6 separate regions of the Mus musculus genome follow, and regions 1, 2, 3, 5 and 6 are each linked to region 4. The links are chromatin contacts, called in public HiChIP or PLAC-seq and promoter capture Hi-C maps. All regions are on one chromosome and are shown on one strand. The core of a region is the stretch at or near the end of the contact, and the rest is flanking DNA. Distances in the headings are between cores, read along the strand shown. Region 1 holds the start of Srpk2 (serine/arginine-rich protein specific kinase 2). Region 2 overlaps Agap3 (ArfGAP with GTPase domain, ankyrin repeat and PH domain 3). Region 3 holds the start of Agap3 (ArfGAP with GTPase domain, ankyrin repeat and PH domain 3). Region 4 holds the start of Nupl2 (nucleoporin like 2). Region 5 has its middle 41 kb from the start of Gm42228. Region 6 holds the start of Gbx1 (gastrulation brain homeobox 1).

What was found. Promoter capture Hi-C pulls out the DNA fragments that hold promoters and counts their contacts. HiChIP or PLAC-seq counts read pairs in DNA pulled down with a chosen protein or histone mark. Capture Hi-C pulls out chosen DNA fragments and counts their contacts.
Region 1: an HNF4G HiChIP or PLAC-seq map of pancreatic cancer cells shows a contact between it and region 4. The contact joins the promoter of Srpk2 here to the promoter of Nupl2 in region 4. A contact is called at or near these places in 2 of 39 promoter capture datasets (both in liver) and 1 of 115 datasets of contacts at active chromatin or transcription factors (pancreatic cancer cells).
Region 2: a contact with region 4 is called in a promoter capture Hi-C map of embryonic stem cells, with 2.3 times the contacts expected there. The contact joins the enhancer-like site here to the promoter of Nupl2 in region 4. A contact is called at or near these places in 5 of 39 promoter capture datasets (the C10 cell line, the HPC-7 cell line, embryonic stem cells and 2 more), 2 of 484 Hi-C or Micro-C datasets (embryonic stem cells and stem cell-derived neurons) and 2 of 115 datasets of contacts at active chromatin or transcription factors (the NIH/3T3 cell line and bone marrow-derived macrophages).
Region 3: a promoter capture Hi-C map of liver shows a contact between it and region 4, with 1.9 times the contacts expected there. The contact joins the promoter of Agap3 here to the promoter of Nupl2 in region 4. A contact is called at or near these places in 6 of 39 promoter capture datasets (the C10 cell line, the HPC-7 cell line, the SN4741 cell line and 3 more), 1 of 15 datasets of contacts at CTCF or cohesin (CD8 T cells), 6 of 484 Hi-C or Micro-C datasets (CD8 T cells, the HL-1 cell line, embryonic stem cells and 3 more), 4 of 115 datasets of contacts at active chromatin or transcription factors (the NIH/3T3 cell line, embryonic stem cells and pancreatic cancer cells) and 2 of 9 other capture datasets (adipose tissue and liver).
Region 5: a promoter capture Hi-C map of the HPC-7 cell line shows a contact between it and region 4, with 4 times the contacts expected there. The contact joins the enhancer-like site here to the promoter of Nupl2 in region 4. A contact is called at or near these places in 19 of 39 promoter capture datasets (the 3T3-L1 cell line, the C10 cell line, the HPC-7 cell line and 13 more), 1 of 15 datasets of contacts at CTCF or cohesin (pro-B cells), 4 of 484 Hi-C or Micro-C datasets (the HL-1 cell line, female germline stem cells, fetal liver and 1 more), 8 of 115 datasets of contacts at active chromatin or transcription factors (the 230-238 cell line, effector CD8 T cells, embryonic forebrain and 3 more) and 3 of 9 other capture datasets (adipose tissue, liver and pancreatic islet).
Region 6: a contact with region 4 is called in a promoter capture Hi-C map of the SN4741 cell line, with 7 times the contacts expected there. The contact joins the promoter of Gbx1 here to the promoter of Nupl2 in region 4. A contact is called at or near these places in 2 of 39 promoter capture datasets (the SN4741 cell line and pre-B cells), 2 of 115 datasets of contacts at active chromatin or transcription factors (embryonic stem cells and large pre-B cells) and 1 of 9 other capture datasets (adipose tissue).

Annotation. Positions count from the first base shown.
Region 1 is chr5:23,674,529-23,677,254 of GRCm38.p6, reverse strand. It overlaps Srpk2 (serine/arginine-rich protein specific kinase 2), which reads left to right and starts at 1,288. Exons shown (of 16, transcript NM_001359173.1): 1 at 1,288-1,397; 2 at 1,481-1,535. The coding sequence starts at 1,382.
Region 2 is chr5:24,491,188-24,494,037 of GRCm38.p6, reverse strand. Agap3 (ArfGAP with GTPase domain, ankyrin repeat and PH domain 3) reads right to left here. Exons shown (of 18, transcript NM_139153.2): 11 at 912-1,080. Among named protein-coding and RNA genes, the nearest start is that of Gbx1, 34 kb to the left of the region's middle. Within about 2 kb of position 1,342, at least 11 of the 459 cell types and tissues checked have an H3K27ac peak or open chromatin away from gene starts, as enhancers often do.
Region 3 is chr5:24,450,700-24,453,500 of GRCm38.p6, reverse strand. Agap3 (ArfGAP with GTPase domain, ankyrin repeat and PH domain 3) reads right to left here and starts at 1,324. Exons shown (of 18, transcript NM_139153.2): 1 at 967-1,324. The coding sequence starts at 1,294.
Region 4 is chr5:24,163,676-24,166,375 of GRCm38.p6, reverse strand. Nupl2 (nucleoporin like 2) reads right to left here and starts at 1,413. Exons shown (of 7, transcript NM_153092.4): 1 at 1,173-1,413. The coding sequence starts at 1,299.
Region 5 is chr5:23,893,077-23,895,776 of GRCm38.p6, reverse strand. No RefSeq gene overlaps it. Among named protein-coding and RNA genes, the nearest start is that of Gm42228, 41 kb to the right of the region's middle. Within about 2 kb of position 1,341, at least 114 of the 459 cell types and tissues checked have an H3K27ac peak or open chromatin away from gene starts, as enhancers often do. A contact at or near this core is called in the 230-238 cell line, the HPC-7 cell line, adipose tissue and 7 more, where this site is marked.
Region 6 is chr5:24,525,577-24,528,276 of GRCm38.p6, reverse strand. Gbx1 (gastrulation brain homeobox 1) reads left to right here and starts at 1,429. Exons shown (of 2, transcript NM_015739.2): 1 at 1,429-2,166. The coding sequence starts at 1,461.

The DNA of each region.
Region 1 (2,726 bases), core at 39-2,538, 490 kb after region 4:
TGGGGTGGAGGGTAACAGTCTGCAAACTACTGAATGACTCAGCAAAATACACCATATGCATACACACACACACACACACACACACACACACACACAGAGCAACTGTGGAGAAACGTTTAAAAAAAACCTAGTGAATGTGGGTTAATAGTGCCGATTACTGCATTTTTCTTGTATGTTTCAGATTTTTTGAAAAAAAAAATGGAGAAAGTAAAATCTTTTCAAACTTGGAGCGGCCTTTCCTGTTTGTTGGGACATCTTTAGAGTAAGACTCAGTGATACAGTTGTAACTCAACGATACAATTGTAACCAATGAAGGACTGAGTGTTCAGGACCAGTATCTTTAAGATACTGTAATTGTTCAAAGAGACAAGAGAACACTGAAGTGGTAACTACGTGTCAGTCAGCGTGATTTGCATCTTAGATAGCCTTGGAAGGTAGAAAGAGAAACCAGGTAGCCTGGGAAGGCAGAAAGAGAAACCAGCCAGGCCTGAATAGAAATACAGGCTGGTAGAACTGTTTGACCTATTTAGGGTTTAGTTTCCCCATTATAGGAGGAAGAAAAAAAAAATCACTTTTTGGCATGATTGCTGTTTTAGGCTCTTATCTCATGGTATTTAGAAAATTAGGCTTTCTGTGACAAACTTTCCATTTAAGCTGTGTGCATCTTTCCTTCGTTAAACTCACGCAGCCTAATGGAGTAGGAAAAGAGAGGAAAATCACTTCTCCAAGGTCACACAGACACTCAAGGACCCAGGTTCCTCAGCTCTTGGTCTTGTGCCCTTTCCACGCCCGCCGGAGAGGAGGAAGCGGCGCTCATAGGGATGCAAGGATGTAGAGATGCAAAGGGATAGAGGAGGCCGCCTGAGAGAGGTGGCGAGAGACCCGCCAAGGCGCTGGCCAAGGAAGAGCGCATGGAGAGGCGTGCGGCACGACCAGCCGGGGTGCGGAGCGGTGGCTGGGAGGAAGGGTCGGCGGCTGGGCCTAGTGCCCGGGAACGGGTGGCCTGCGGCGGCCGTAAAAGCAAGGAGGTGGAGGCCGTGGGCGCGGGAGGCCGTGGGCGAGGGGGCCGTGGGCGCGGGGAACCGTGAGCGCGCAACCGCCCTTCAGCACAGGTGGGCCGCCGAGCGAGTGATAAGGGCGCGGCCGGGGTCCGGACCCCCGTGCTCCAGAGCTGCGGAGGGGGGCGCGGAGGGGGCGGGGCTGCGGGGCGGGGCCGCGGGGGCGGGTCTCATTGGCCCCCGCGGGAGAGGCCGCGGCGGCGCAGGCGCGGTTCCCGCCTCCTCGGCCGGCGAGCGAGTGGAGGCTGCATCCCGGTGCGGCTGACTGTCGCGTCGCCGCCGCCTCCGCCGCGGAGCCCCCCGCCTGGCTGCCCCGAGTCGGAATGAGCTCCAGGAAAGGTGAGCGGCGCGAGCGGCCCCCGCCCCGCCTCGCGGCACGCAGGCGGCCAACCCGACCGTTAATGTGTCTTCTCTCTCCCCAGTGCTGGCCATTCAGGCCCGAAAGCGGAGGCCGAAAAGAGAGAAACATCCGAAAAAGTGAGTCCGCGCGGCGCTTGGTCCCGACCCCGCCCCGCCTCGCTGAATGTTGCTTGCGGCCGCGCAGGCAGAGCTTCCCGGTCCCCGGGCCGCGGGCGGTGGGTCTCCCGGGACGCGGCGCCGGCTCTACGTGCCCCGGCGGGGGAGGGGTGGGGGGAGGGGCGCGCGGCCGCGGGTTCCGGAGCCGCGACCTGGCCCGTCAGCCTGCGAGCCGCCCGGGCTCTGCACTCGACCCCGCGCCCCGTGCCCCGTGCCCCGCGTCCCCGATCCTCATCCCGCGCCCCGGATCGGCGTCCCTGATCCGTATCCTGAGCCCCTTATCCACATCCCTGATCCGCACCCCAGTGCCTGTACCGCACGGGTCGGATAGTGGGCACGGGAGGGAGGCGGCGGCGCGGCTGACACCTGGGCTGCGGGAGCCAGTGCGCTGCCGCCTCTGCCACCTCCCGGTCCCGCCTGGGCCAGCCAGCTGAAAACCCGAGCTGCTTGTCAAGTGGTTTGGCTCCGGGCGTTGTTCCTGGCGTGAGTTCAGCTCCGGGACCGGTGCGTTTCGGCGCTCGGGTTTTTCATTCGAAACTTTCTGCTCGGGTCGAGCGTTACTTGCGTGCTGCGGCTGCGCCCAGGTCGCTTGCTGCAGTGGGCTGTGGGTGTGTGCGCGGGCGGGTCCCGCGTGGTGCTCCGGACTGGATCCACCGACTATGATATTTCAAATGTGCCAGCGCCAGCCACCTCCAGCCTGGACCTGCAGCCCAGTTGGGCAGCTGCTGTCGGAGAAGCCTTTCCCCGAGAGCTGGGTTTTCCTAGGCGTCAGAGCGCCGCCGCGTGTTTCTCTTTCCTCTCTCTCTGGGTTTGCTGGACCAGCTATCAACATCTTTGCTCACATTGTTTGCTTCGCTGTTCCTTTTGCGCAAGAAATTTGTGTGGTGTCTTTGGTACTATAGAGAAAGACAGAATTCGCCTTTAATAAAATTACGAAATATTTGTCTATCTTTATTTTGCAAGGGGTGGGATAACCCTCTGCTCTCTTAGGTGGTGGTTATAATTTGTATTGGCCCAGCAGGGATTTCCCACACATTTGGTGACATCTAGGAAAACTGGCAGGATTGTCTTCATTCAAAATTGAATATAACTTGACTGTATGTATAGGATTTCCTAAGATGTGGATATATAAATATGAAAGAAATCTATTTT
Region 2 (2,850 bases), core at 93-2,592, 330 kb before region 4:
GGCAGGCTGAGGAGCAAAGACACTGACTGAGTGAAGGGAGGGAAAGAGAGCCAGGAGGATGAACAGCTCTAGGACCTGGGGGGCAGAGGCATCTTGTGCCTCCCATTTTTGGGAGATATCCCAGTTTTCCTCTCACTATCCATCTTTGAGGAAAGGTCTGCTTTTTTGGCCTTCCCTGAGAACACACTGTTACACACAAAGGTAAGAGTTGAGCAGGGGACCTGAAGACGGCTCAGTAATTAGATGTCAGATTCCCAACACCCACAGTAGGTAATTCACAACTGCCTGTAACTCCAGCCCTGGGAGGATCTGATGCTCTGGCCCCTACAAACACCTGTATGCATACTCTCACACTCATACACACTCATGCACAGACACACTCTCTCATACATGGAGAAATGCAGAAAGCTCATACACACACCACAGACATAATAAAAGAATATAGCCATAGACAAGTTGCCCAGACACAACTGTCAACCTACGGTTCCTGACTCTCCATTCTCCATGGTGTGCCCTCCTGAACCACTGGGTTTAGAGCCAGCACTTTCTGTACAGAGATCTTGCATGTACCACAGACCTGAGATGGTTTCCTGATGATGCCAGGTGACTCTGCCCCTCTCCTGTGGTGAGCTGAGTTGTTGGCCTACCTTAGCTAAAAATGCATGGAGGATCACTAGCTGTCCCCATGCCCTAGCCCCACCTGATAGGCAAGGCTACCTCAACAAACTGCTCTGATCTGCATCTTAGCCATGACTCCCGGTGGAGAGGATTCTCAAGTCGACTTTGGCTGGTGAGCACGTACGAAGCCCTGATGCCCAGGCTCAGAAGCAGCCTGTCCTGCTAGGCCCACGCACAGCCACTCCCCAAATCTCCAAAACTTCCCTCTCTCTCCACCACAGCTGCCACCTCACCTGTGGCCCCACCCAGCTGTGTGTTACTCCGCTCCATTGCCAACCCGTTGGCACGGGGACTGGTGCCTGGGGCTGTAGTGGGTGTGGCTCGGGGCAGACGCTTCCCTGGCACTTTCACCGTAGTCCGTAGGAGGTCGATCTCTTTGCCGTGGATGTTTTGCATGTAATCCTAAGGGTGCACAGATGACAAAAGATGCTTTAGATTGGTTCTCCTCAGCAACTTGTCTCCAGCACTGACTGCCCTCCACTGTCTAGGCCTTCTTCTTCTCTGCTAACTGGGGGACAAGTGCCAGGGAAGGCACTTAGTCCCAGAAAGCAGATCTCTGAAGCCAAACAAATCTCCAAGTTTGGATTATGCTCAAGTCTCCACGGTGCCCAGAGGGGTGGAGTTCAGCTAGGAAGACAAGAGGAAGAGCAAACAAAAGCTCTGGAACCAAACACTTAGGCTCAAAGCCATTAGAAGAGATGTCTTAGGTGGTAAAGAAAGGGTTTGTGGAGAGTACCCACGTGGCTGAGGAGTCCCAGGCTTCCAAGAAGCTCCTATCACAAGCTACCACCCACACCAGGGTACTGGGGAGCAATCAGCCCTTGGCACAGTCCCAGACAACAGTTTGTTGAATAGTTTCTGACCAGTCCTTGGTTCTCTTTGGTGGACTTGGAGTATATCATCAGTAGAATGTCATTTGCCCATCCCTGGGTTGTGTGTTAAGTACCATACATAGATCTACATTCATATGTCAGTACATTTCAAATCCCAACCAGCTGAGTGAGGAGTTTCCAGGCTCATCTCAAACTCATGGCAATCCTCCTGTCTCAGTCTTCAGAGTATTCTTCGCCATATGTTGGAGATGAAGAAACTGAGGCTTAGGAATGTTGATCTAACCAAGGCCACAGTGGAGCTGGGCCATGCCCAGGTTTGCAGACTCCCAAGGCTGTCCTTCCCAGGGGACATCCTCAGCCAGAAGCTTTGACTTGCCTACAAGTTATAGCCCCAAGTCTACAGAAGCCTCTGTCCTGGCAGCTCCTGGTTAAAGCTGAGCCCGCCTGGGAGCCTGGCTTCCTGTCCCTCCCTCCAGATCACTTTGACCTCCACATCCTCATCAAGCTCACTGATGGTTCCAGCCTCTCCATCTCTGTAATATTTGACAGAAAGTCCTGCTTTGGTCATTTAACTTTCTGAGAGAAGAATCTAGGATTGTATTAATCAGGTTTAAAGTCAGATCTTTCAGGAAAGCTCTTAAAAATCTTGCATAAGCCCTCTGCCTATACACAGAGCCCCGAGCGAGGCCTGAGCTTGTGGTCACCTTGGTCTTAAGGTGGGCACGACACTTTCCCAGGTAGACGACGTTTCAGAAGGCTCAGGCAAGCCCACTGGGCGTCTGCTCCTTTACAAGCTATGCCCAGGGAAGGGCTTCAATCCCTGCAACAGTGCTCCCAGCAACTTGACTTAGGACAGTACCTGCCTGCTGTCTATTCCTGTGACGGGGCCCGACTCAGACAGACATGCTCTGAGATTTTGTTCATCTCTTTAGATCCATAGAACGATCTCCTGAGAAATCAGAGAATCAGCTTTCTAATCCAGGAAGACCCTGACAGTTCTGGCTATGCATCCACTGAGCTCTAGCTGCAGCTCTGGGCCTCACCAGCACCAGAACGCACCAGACATCACATTCCAGGCCACAGTACCATAAACAGACCTAGAGCTTGGCTGTGCAGCGGAGCCCACAGGCCCTTTGCTGCCCACCCAACCCAAGGATTGCCTCACCTGACCCTTCTCTGCCTCGCCAGGCACTGTTGCTGGTCCTCTGGTCCTTATTTTTATGTCCAGAAGTAACTTTACCGTCTCAACCTTTCTCTCTTGGCTTATCTCATCTCACAGGTTCTCATCTCTGTCCTGCTCATCTTCACCATCATTCCTTAGACCCGCATCTTGCACTGG
Region 3 (2,801 bases), core at 75-2,574, 290 kb before region 4:
AGCTTGCTAGAAGGTCAACACTGCCACTGGGGTGCCTGTTGCTACTGCCAGCCAGCCTCCACTACACCAAAGGTTGTGGGGCTTCTTGCCAGCAGTGTGCCCCCCAATTAACGTGCCTTTCAGTTGCCAGGGTTCAGGCCCATGTGCCCACAGAAAGGAACATTAGTAGGAGCAGTGCATGGCCTGAGGTTTACAGTCCCCCTACATCCAGGCCCGACCTCCCTGGAGGTCAGTCAGCATCCTGACATCCACATGGATGCCTGGGGGTTAGAAGGGACTGGCAAGCGCAGAGGGTTCATCCAGAGTCTCCCACGCGGCCACAGCTCCCCAGTCCTGCACCCAGGCCAGGCCCGCGCCCGCCCGACCGCAGAAGCGTGGGGGTGGGTGTGCGTCGGGAGAGGGCGCCGCGGGGAGCGCCACCCTCCAAAGCCTGCAGGAGAGGCCCAGGAAGGCTGCCATCCACTAACCCAAAGCTCTCTCTGATCCTCCACCCCTACAGCCCGGCTGGGCCAGGGCAGCTGCTAAGATTACTCTCAGGCATTAGCCCCACCTTCACGACCCACCAAGGTCTTCCGTCGCACCCAGCGAGCCTGACCGTGCCTAGCCAGATGTGGCCCCAGGCCCTCCCGGTCTTTGGCGACTCAGCGCATCAGTCCTTGGAGCGACAACCATCTTCACATCCCAGGTCACGGAGGAAAAAAAACAAAAAACAAAAAACGTGTCCACTGACACTGGACCGAGCCCACCGCCCCTAAAAAAAAGTGTTCCTGTATGAGACATGGAAAAACCTGGACTAGGGTTCTGCAGTGGGGGTTAGCAAACCGTGAACCTCAGCTCCATAAGACCCCTGAGCGCCAGAAAGGGGCAGGGCCGAGGCCGTGAAGGACCCTCGCCCCCCACCCGCCACCGGCCAGCGCTGCAAAGGCCACCGCGTCTCAGCTCCCGCAGGCCCCCGGCTCCGCTCACCCTCGATGGAGATGACGTGCTCCCGGATCTGGTTCTGCAGCGCCAAATCCTCGATTCGCTCGATCAGGTCGTAGATGGCGTAGATGTTGGGGTGTACCGACTCGAAGCGTTGGATCTCGGCTCGGATAGCGGCCGAGTTGGAGAGCGCGAACTGCTGGGGGGGGCCGCCAGCCAGCTGCTGCGAGGGGCCGCCACCCCCGGCTCCGGGCCCCGCGCCGCCGAACTGCCCGCCGCCCCCCGCGCCGCCGCCGCCGCCGCCGCCGGTCCCCGGAGCCGCCAGGCTCTGCTGCTGCTGAGGACTCTGGCCCCCGCCTGCCTGGAAGTTCATGGCTCCGGAGGCGCGGGCCCCGAAGCGGGCCCAGCCAGGGCCTGGGGCGGCGCGGCGGCGGCGGCGGCGGCAGCGACCAGGCGCGCGGGGCTGGCGGAACCCTAACTACTAAGCGCGCGGCGCCGGTCTAGCGCATGAGGCCCGGAGCCGAGGCCAGAAGGCGCGGCCGCGCACGCTGGGGCCGCCGCCCGGCGTTTACCCGCGCTGAGATCCCGCCGCCTCGGAGCTGCCTCCAGCGGCAACAACAACGGGACCGGGAGCGCGCGGCCCGGGCCCTCCCCCCGCGTCATGCGCACGCACCGCCGCCCCCGCCGGCTCCGGCACACGCAGCCTAGCCCCCTCCCAGCCGCCCCCGCCCCTCCAGCGTCGCCCTGCGCCCCCGCCCCTCCTCTCTCGCAAGCGCCTTAGCCTCCACCCCCAAGAACCGCGTGCTGGCCGCGACGCGCGGCCCCACCCACCCGCGTAGGCCCTTCCGCCCGCTAACCCGCCCCAAAGCTAGACAGAAGCCTCGAGGGCCTCCCGCCTGGGGACACGATCACGCTGTCCCCACGTCCGGCCAGCTGTCATTGCTACCTCTCTACGTCGCTCTAGGCCCGTGTGGAATCCTTGGGCTACTCAGAACTGTTCTCTGTGCCTGAGGGTGCTGATAAGTGGGACTGATTGGCGGAGAAGCTCGCCCAGGGGCGCCACCCTCTTTCTTTTAGTGCTGCAGCAGCTCCTCTGTCTCCAGGCCTCGAGGTCAGCCCTAGGGATCTTGCCAGGGTTCTCTTCCCTGGCTCTCTGCCCCCGACCCCGGCCCCCGGGCCCCCAGTCTCCACTGTCGACTGCACCTGAGAGACTGGGACGGGCTCCCCGTTCCTATGTCCAGTTCTCTCTGAGAGTTTCACTCAAGAGACCCTGCAAGCTTGAAACAACAGCGTCCCAATTCTTATCTCCCAGTGACAGCCCTCTCCCAAAAGACCCTCCCTGCCATACTGAAAAGGGCCCATTGGTTCATTACAGAAACTCAGCAGAACCCACATGGGTCTCATAATTTTTCTTGACAGACCTTGTCTTTTCTTGATAGACCCTGTCTATCCTATGCCTTCCTAGGGCCAGAGATCACCCTTCAGTGTCCCAGTTCTTCTGTATTCCCATTATCAAAGTTGTCTTCAGCTGTGTTAACCCACATCCCCAACACAGATCCTCAAACCTGGAGGTGGCATGTGCAAGGGAATGACCCTGTGGAATAAATCTGCTAGAGGATGCCAGGTATCATGATGTACACGTTAGCCCAGCACAGGGGCCATACAGTAGGAGGATTAGTTCAAGGACAGCCTGAGCTTAATAGGGAGTTCAAAGCCAACCTGGGCTATATATGACCTTTTTTTAAAAAACAAACAAACAAAAAACCCAAAACCAGCTGAATCTGAGTACATGACTAAAGTCCTGGCGTTAGGAAGGCAGAATCTAGATCACCAACTCTGTCTCAAAAATGAAAAGCAACACTAGGCAGTGGTGAGGTGCA
Region 4 (2,700 bases), core at 164-2,663:
AAAGTAAAGTTAGTCTGTAGAAGGAAGCAGCTATGTTTGAAAGTGGTATCTAATTGAGTGCCAGACAAAGTGACAAATCAGAGAAAAATTTGACAGAATAGGATATGCCCAGCTCTCACAGGAGGAGGAACAGGAAGCTACGTAAGATGGAGCAGAGCAGAGGGAAAGAGAGAGGTATTTAAGGCCCAAATGTGGGCCTTAAAATTACAAAGCATTCTTTTTCTTTCTTTTCATTCTAAAGTTTTATTTGTATTTTTCCCCTAATTATCTATCTACTGAACATTTACTTGCAAATTACTACATTTAAAGTAGGTTTCCAGAGACCAAATGGCAAACATTCCTCTCAGCAGTCCCTGGGAGTATACCAGTATCTATCGGAACCTGACTCCTAATTTGGAGTCTTTCACTAGAAGCATTGTAGATGATACAATCTGTCTCCTCCACGAAAAGACTGGAAATATGAAACCAGCATGAACACAGGGGCTGGAGGAGCCTTAAAGAGAAGGGGAAAGAGAAGCACCCACTGACAACGTCACGAACTAGGTTCCACTGGGCAGTGGTAGCACATGACTTTAATTTCAGCACTCAGGAGGCAGAGGCAGGTGGATCTCTGTGAGTTCAAGGCCAGCCTGGTCTACAAAGAGTTTTTCAGGACAGCTAGGGCTGTTACACAGAGAAAGCCGATCTCTGAAAACCTAAAAACCAAAACAAACAAAAAACTAGGTTCCAAAATTAAGAGAACAAAACGTATTTATCTGACTTCTAAAACCTTGTTTTGTGCTGGTTTAATGTCTAACCCCTGAATACCCTTTCCACAAAACTTGTAAGGTTCTTGACCCAGTGTCGGAAGCTACTAACTAAAGCCCAGATTTTAAGAGCTTGTGATCACGGACAAGGAAGGGGAAAGAGTAGAGAAAGGGGTCTGAATGAACCCACGTGAATTCTCCCTACCACTGCCATTCACCAAAAAGGAGGTTTTGATGAAGATATCTCTAATTTAAAAACGCAGTGTTTGACAGGAGCACCCAAGTCCAAACGCCTGTCCACGTGTGACGATCAGAAACGACTTGTCAAACTACTGGGGGTGAGACGTCGCATGCCAGGGCAGGGGCCCGGGGTGGAGGTGTGCGTCCGCAGCAAGTGGCCCTGGCTCAAGGCTCCCAGACCGTCACCTGAGGGTGGCTGCTGCTGCGGTGGCGGCTGCCGAGCCCCGCCCGCACCCCGGGCGCCGGGATGCTCGTTCCAGCAGCGGTCTCCGAAGCGGCACCGGCCTTGAAGGAAAAACTGGCATATGGTCATGGTAGCGCCGTCCCAGCTCGACCCTGCTCGCGGTCGCCGGCGAGGGCCCAGGCTCCAGCAACCGAGGCCCGGCTAGTGTGACGTCATCGCCCCGCGCCCAGAGGCTCTGTGACCAGTGTGCCGTGAGCCGCGTGGGCTTTAGCCAATGGGATTTAAGAAGAGCAGAGCTGTCAGCGCTCGGGTATGCTGAAATGGGACGCGGTCGTTGGATCCCTGACCCGGACCCGGACCCGGACCTGAACCCGGACCCGAATCTAGAGAATACCAGATATAGCAGACAACCAGCAACCCTCTAGTTGGCTGTATACAGTCTGCGAGACTCATTCGTTCTTTACATTTACTTGGGGGGGGGGGAGGTAAAAATGGGCTTAACAACGAAAAAAAATCTGTTTATCAAGAGAGATTATTTACAGAAAGCCAGCTGTAACCAGGAAACAGGACTCAATGCAGGCGAAAAGCATCTATTAGTTTCTTAGTCGGTAATGTCTTAAAATTTCACGTAAATGTTGCCTTTTGAAATTTCATCAGGAAAAATGACAAAGAGTAAAACCGACACAGAAGCAGCCCGATTTTCCTCAGGAGCAGTTTCAGATAAAGGTTTTCTGAAAGTATCCAATTTACTGTTTTTTGTTTGTTTTGTTTGTTTTGTTGAGATACGGTCTTACTAGCTGGCCTCGAACCCACAGAAATCCACCTACCTTAGTGCTAAGATCAAAACCGTACACCCACTACGTTTCATTTATTATCTTTACAGTTCTCATGCAGGACCCTGTATCAGTATAAAACAAGTACATTATATAACAATGAAATGAAATTGCTCTTGGAAATTAAAATTGGAGAATGGGGATAAACTAAGAGTTGAAGGCAGCTTAGAGACTCCTCAGACTCAAAGTATACCTTGAGTCTCATTTTATATTTTGGTTATGCTAGAGGATGGAGAGATCAAAAGCAAAACTCTAACTAGTAATCCTAACACTTGTGATGGTAAATACTGTCAACTTGATTACTTTTAGAATCACCATAGACACAAATCTCTGGACTTGGAGGGTCAGACTTAGATCCCCATAGATACACACCTTTGAGCATGTCTGTGAAGATGCTTTCACAAAGGTTGAACTGGAAAGATGTACCCTTAATGAGGACTGCATTCTCAAAGGAGTGGGCACACACTGAATAAAAAGGCAAATTCAAGTTGAACATCCATTGCTGTTGCTAGACTGCAAATACAATGTGCCCAGCTGTCTCATGCTCCTGTTGAAATCCCGTCCAAGCTGTGCTAGACTGTACCTTAATCTGTGAGCCAGAATCAACACATGCTTCTGAGGTTGCTTTTACCAGGGTTTGTCATAGTAATAGGAAACACAATCTAGATAGCTCTATATGTAGGTGTAATCTAGCATG
Region 5 (2,700 bases), core at 92-2,591, 270 kb after region 4:
TTTTCTCCCTAGAAGAAAAGGTGAAAATTTCCCAAGTTCCACTTGTCTAGTTTACATGACAAATCTCTCCAACCACAAACTCACAATAAAAGAAAGTGAATATGGGCAGGTTCCCAAACGGTGTCCAAGAACTAACATTATTGCAGAGGAGAAACAAGCATTGTAGGTTTGAAGGGAAATGTTCTTATCAAGAAACGACCTCTGAGGGAGTAAAAAAAAGCACCAGGTTGCCTCCAACCTATTCCCCACATTAAAAATGCAAAGGTGGTGCTTGAGAGATGGCACACACACACACACAAATAACAATAATAATATTATAATAATATAGGTAAAATGCAAATGTACACACAAAGCAAATAGGGAAAATATTAGAAACGTGCTGTATAAAAATATACGGAGAGAAGGACTACATTTGGTGGATGTGCAGTCAGGTGTGGGGGAAGAGGACTCCTCTGCGGGCCCATGCTGAGGCATCCCTTCCCACTGAGGGACTAGCCACACAATGACAACAGTATAATGTAGGGTAGAGTTTATTCGGGGCATGGGGAGGGGAGTTGAGTTGAGAGGGTAGTAGAAACAGAGAGAGAAAGATTGAGATTGAGAACTGTTGGGTGGAGCCTAGACAAAATGCTAACAAGACATAGTTAAATCTAAATCTAGATACTGGATGTATGGACAGTCCCTGAAGCAGTAGCTAAAGATCTACACAGCAGTTGGAAATGCTGTGGCTGCACATAGGACACTAGCTTAGATTTGAAGGACACGTTCAATAGTCAGTCTGGGCATGGTGGCATATGCGTATCTGTAATCTAGCACACTGTGAATCTGAATCTATCCTGGGTTACAAGGTGAGATCCTGACCCAGAAAGAGAGAAGAAGGGAGCGAGAAAGAGAAGAGAGAGAAAGGGCGACAGAAAGGTTGGTTGGTTGGTTGGTTGGTTGGTTGGTTGGTTGGTTGGTTGGTTGGTTTGGCAGCATAGGGATGCCAGCAGGTTCTACCCATTTGTGTGGGTATCCTCAGCAGACTGGCTTTTGACAGTCATGATTCCATGGCAGCTGCTGGAGCTAGAGGCATTGGCCACAGTCCAGGATAGGATGTGATAGGGTAGCATGAAGAAAATGTTCCTCTTGCAGTTGAAAGCAGACTCTTGCCCAGAAACCCAGTCTGTGGTGTCCCCAGAGGCTAGAACAATGGATAGCCAGCCTCAGGCCCAGGGCAGTGTGAAATTAGACTCACCTAGGTAGACTGAGTCCATTGTGATTCCATACCTCTGGCATGACTGCATTGCCATGGGCACATACTTGCCTCTATTACACAGAAAAGGGGGAAGTGATGGCGATTTGTCACTTCCTGAGCTGAATGGGCACCTCGCCCCTTTTCTTAGAAAGGAAATGGTGTTACTTCACTAGATAGTGAAGTGTATTAAACGAAACCAAAACCTAAACTCATTATGCACAGTGACCCTGTCGATGCCTGACTGCAGATAACAGGGGCTCAAAAGGAGACTTGGGTTTTCTGACTGTGTGTGGTCTCTTGAACGTAATCAAATAGAAACTCACCCTCCACAGAAACTACCTTTGTATCGCTTCAGTTGGAAATCCCTTTCTGAATACAGTGAACTTTTAAAATCTGTTCTCACTGTGGTAGACTCGTCGAACAGAATGGAGTCTGTTCCTTCAGAATGGAAACTATTCTTGGTCTCATCGTTAGCCACAGTTGGTCAAGGGTCCTCTAAGTGCAAGGCACTGTATTAGGCAGGAGTGTGTTCCTTCATTTATGCACGAAGAATGTTTCTGGCTACTCCACAAAGCCCTAAACTAAATCAGAGTAATTTCTTTAACAAAGAAAGAAAGAAACAAAATTTTCACTCACCATTCTAATCTCCCTCTCCATCTCAAGTAAGCTTACAACGGGAAACTCATGATACTTGGACTCTTTTTAAATCATTTATTTATTTGAGTCTGTGTGTGCATGTGCATGTGTGCTTGTATGAGCGTGTGTCTGTGTGAGTTCTAGTGCACCATGTGAATGTGTGGGAGCCCTTGGAGGGTGAAGAAGAGTGAGGAAGAGGGTGTTGGATCCTCTGCAACTGCAGTTGCTGGCATTTATGAGCTCCCATGTGGTGCTCTGCAAAAGCTGCAAGTACTCGTCACTGTGAGGCAGCTCTCCAGCCCCTTCTCGGCTCTACTGACCATAACAAGCCACAACTAGATCTTTTCTAGATCTGCTCAATGTCCCCTTACCTTAACTCTTTTTGTTAAAAGGTGCAATATGTTCATTGTGCAGGTGCAGGAATGAGTTATCAGATCAGTAATAAGCACATAACCATCAGGGGAGGAGACATGGCTGTGGGCCTTGGGAAGGTGCAGTGGAGACAGTCCTGTGGAGCAGGCAGATGGCCTTTGTCTCCCAGCTTTTGCCTGATGGCCTAGTATGCAGGGTTCACCTGAGGTCTGTCTTGGTCTGTAGCTGAGCACTGTCGTGCAGTGCTGTGCTGTTCTCTGGAAGAACAAATAAAACCAGCTGACAGGACTCCAGGCTGCTCCTGCCCTCGGCCATTTGCTGTCTGAATTGTGAGTAAGAAACCCAATGAGGGGCTGGTGAGATGGCTCAGTGGGTAAGAGCACCCGACTGCTCTTCTGAAGGTCCGAAGTTCAAATCCCAGCAACCACATGGTGGCTCACAACCACCCATAATGA
Region 6 (2,700 bases), core at 180-2,679, 360 kb before region 4:
GTGCTACCCTGCTGACATCACTGTGACAATAGCTCTGCTCATTAGCTAATAAAATACTTCTGCTTGGGACAAATGTCAGAGACCCAGCAGTCCCTTCAGCCCAGCTCTGTCCTCTTTGGGAGCTCAGTAGGTTTTCCTCTATATCTAAATAGGACCACTCGCACGCCTAAACTACATCCTGTTGAATTTGTCTGGCTTTGCTATTGCTCCTTTAGACTGTGAGGCTCTTCCTGACCGCACCTGAATAGTTCCCTAGTCCAAAGGCTGCACTTTTGCTGGACAGGCTTGCTCTCCATTTGCAACTTTGAGCCTCTCTTCTTGCTTGTCTTGTTCTCACTCTCTGACCTGAGGTGCTTATGCAGCCAAAAGCCAATGACTTTTGCCTCTAGAACGACAAGTCTGTTGCTGGGAATCAGAGGAGGGGGACAGTCAAGGCGGAATGGGGGAGGTGAGCAGAGTCATCTGCAATTAGCAGATAATTAGCGCTGCTGACCCTTGGGGCTCATCAGCGCTCCTAGGGCCAGCCCCCAGCAATCAGCCAGGGCAGGTCGAGAGTGTCAGGCCCGAGAATGAATAGGGCTCATCAGACGCGCTGGAGCCAGGGAGCCAATCAGGGAAATTAATGGGGAGAGAGAGAGAGAGAGAGAGAGAGAGAGAGAGAGAGAGAGAGAGAGAGAGAGAGAGAGAGAGAGAGAGAGAGAGAGCAGGGAATGAGAAAATAGACTGGGATAGAGAATCAAAAAGAGAGGAATAGGAATTTTAAAGGCGGCTAAAAGAGAGGAAAGTGAGAGGAAGAAAAAGAATGGAAAGGGTGGGAGAGAGGTGGATGGGGAAAGGTGAAGGAGGGGGAAGGGTAAGTACTTGGCCCTGTGTGGGCACCCAGGAATTCCCGCATAAGCGAGAAGTTGGAGATGGAGGAGAAATGAGGGAGAGGGAGCGAGAGCCAGAGCTTAGAGAACCGAGTCCCAGGCAGAGAGTGCGAAGGCACTGGGAAGACAGTAGGAAAGCGGTCGCCCACGAGTGGCCCCGGGCGCGCACGGGGCCCTGGGCGGAGAGCGCGCCCCCTGCTGCCCCGCGCCGCATCGGGGCTCCTAGGGATCGCCACTCGGTGCGCCCCGAGTCGCTCCTGGCGTCCTGCGCACCCCCGCCCCGCCCTGCCGCGCTCCTCTCGCCCTTCGAGCCGCGCCGAGCCCGGGCCGCGTGGGCTGAGCCGGGAGCACGTCCGGGCGCGGGGAGAGGACCTAGCCAGCTGCCGCCGCCGCCTCCTCGCCCGCCGCAAACTTTCACAAAGCCGCGGGTCCGGCCTCATCAATCTGCATTAATAATAGTTGGTTGGGCCGCGGGGGGCGGGCGGGGTCCCGGGCCGGCCGGGCCACTGAAAAGGCGCGGGGCGCGGGGCGCGGGAGCCGGGAGCGGCGGCGGGCGGAGGGAGCAAGTGAAGCGTAATTTGAGGAAGATGGATGAGTCCGGAGGGCGACACCCCCAACCCGCCCGCCCGCCCCCTCCCTCCTTATGAGCGAGAGAGCGCGGCGCCGGAGCCACACTGCGCCGAGCCCGCGCCCCGCCGCCACCTCGGCCCGCGCGCCCGCAGCGAGCCCTGCGTGTCCGCGCGGGGCGCACGGCGGGGCCCGGGCAGCGCCATGCAGAGAGCGGCAGGCGGCGGCGCCCCCGGGGGCAGCGGCGGGAGCAGCGGCGGCCCCGGCGCCGCCTTCTCCATCGACTCGCTCATCGGGCCGCCGCCGCCGCGCTCGGGCCACCTGCTCTACACCGGCTACCCCATGTTCATGCCCTACCGGCCGCTCGTGTTGCCGCAGGCGCTGGCCCCCGCGCCGCTGCCCGCCGGCCTGCCGCCGCTCGCCCCGCTCGCCTCGTTCGCCGGCCGCCTGAGCAATACCTTCTGCGCGGGGCTGGGCCAGGCGGTGCCCTCGATGGTGGCGCTGACCACTGCGCTGCCCAGCTTCGCAGAGCCCCCGGACGCCTACTACGGGCCCCCGGAGCTCGCCGCCGCCGCCGCCTCCACCGCCTCGCGAAGCAACCCGGAGCCCGCGGCCCGGCGCACTGACGGAGCGCTGGACGCTGAGGAGCTGCTGCCCGCGCGCGAGAAAGTGACTGAACCTCCGCCGCCCCCGCCTCCGCACTTCTCTGAGACTTTCCCGAGTCTACCGGGTAAGTGCTGGGACCGACACGGGTTTGACCGTCAGGAAGTCCCAGATCCGAGACCGGTCCAAAACTCCCGCCATCTGCTTGGAGCCCTGGAGTGCCGGACTCCAGATCGTACGCGGTGTTCAGTAGTGGACATCTCCAGGTCCCAAAGCCCTGCTCTTGCCCCGGAGCGCCTGAAGTCTCACCGGCAGTACGTTTCTCAAGGCATTATAGTCCACAAACCTCGCCCCATCTCTTTTTCAGAATCCCTTCGTTTTTTCTCCTCTCAAAGGTTGTATTCTTGAGGGCCTCAGCAGGACCCTAGGGTGACAGCATGTTAGGGTAACTGTCAGCTTAGTATGTGGGGACACGGTCTGAATCGACCCCTCAACACTCAACGATGGGAATGGGCTTTCTGGATGCAGGGCCTGGTGAGCCTGTGGCTTCCTTCACCTTAGCAGAGGTCGCTCTCAAAACTGGAGAACCAGGGAGGGTGCTGGACCAGGGCTGGCCAGGACTGGAAATGCTAAAGGCTGGCAGAACTGGGTGTGGCATAAA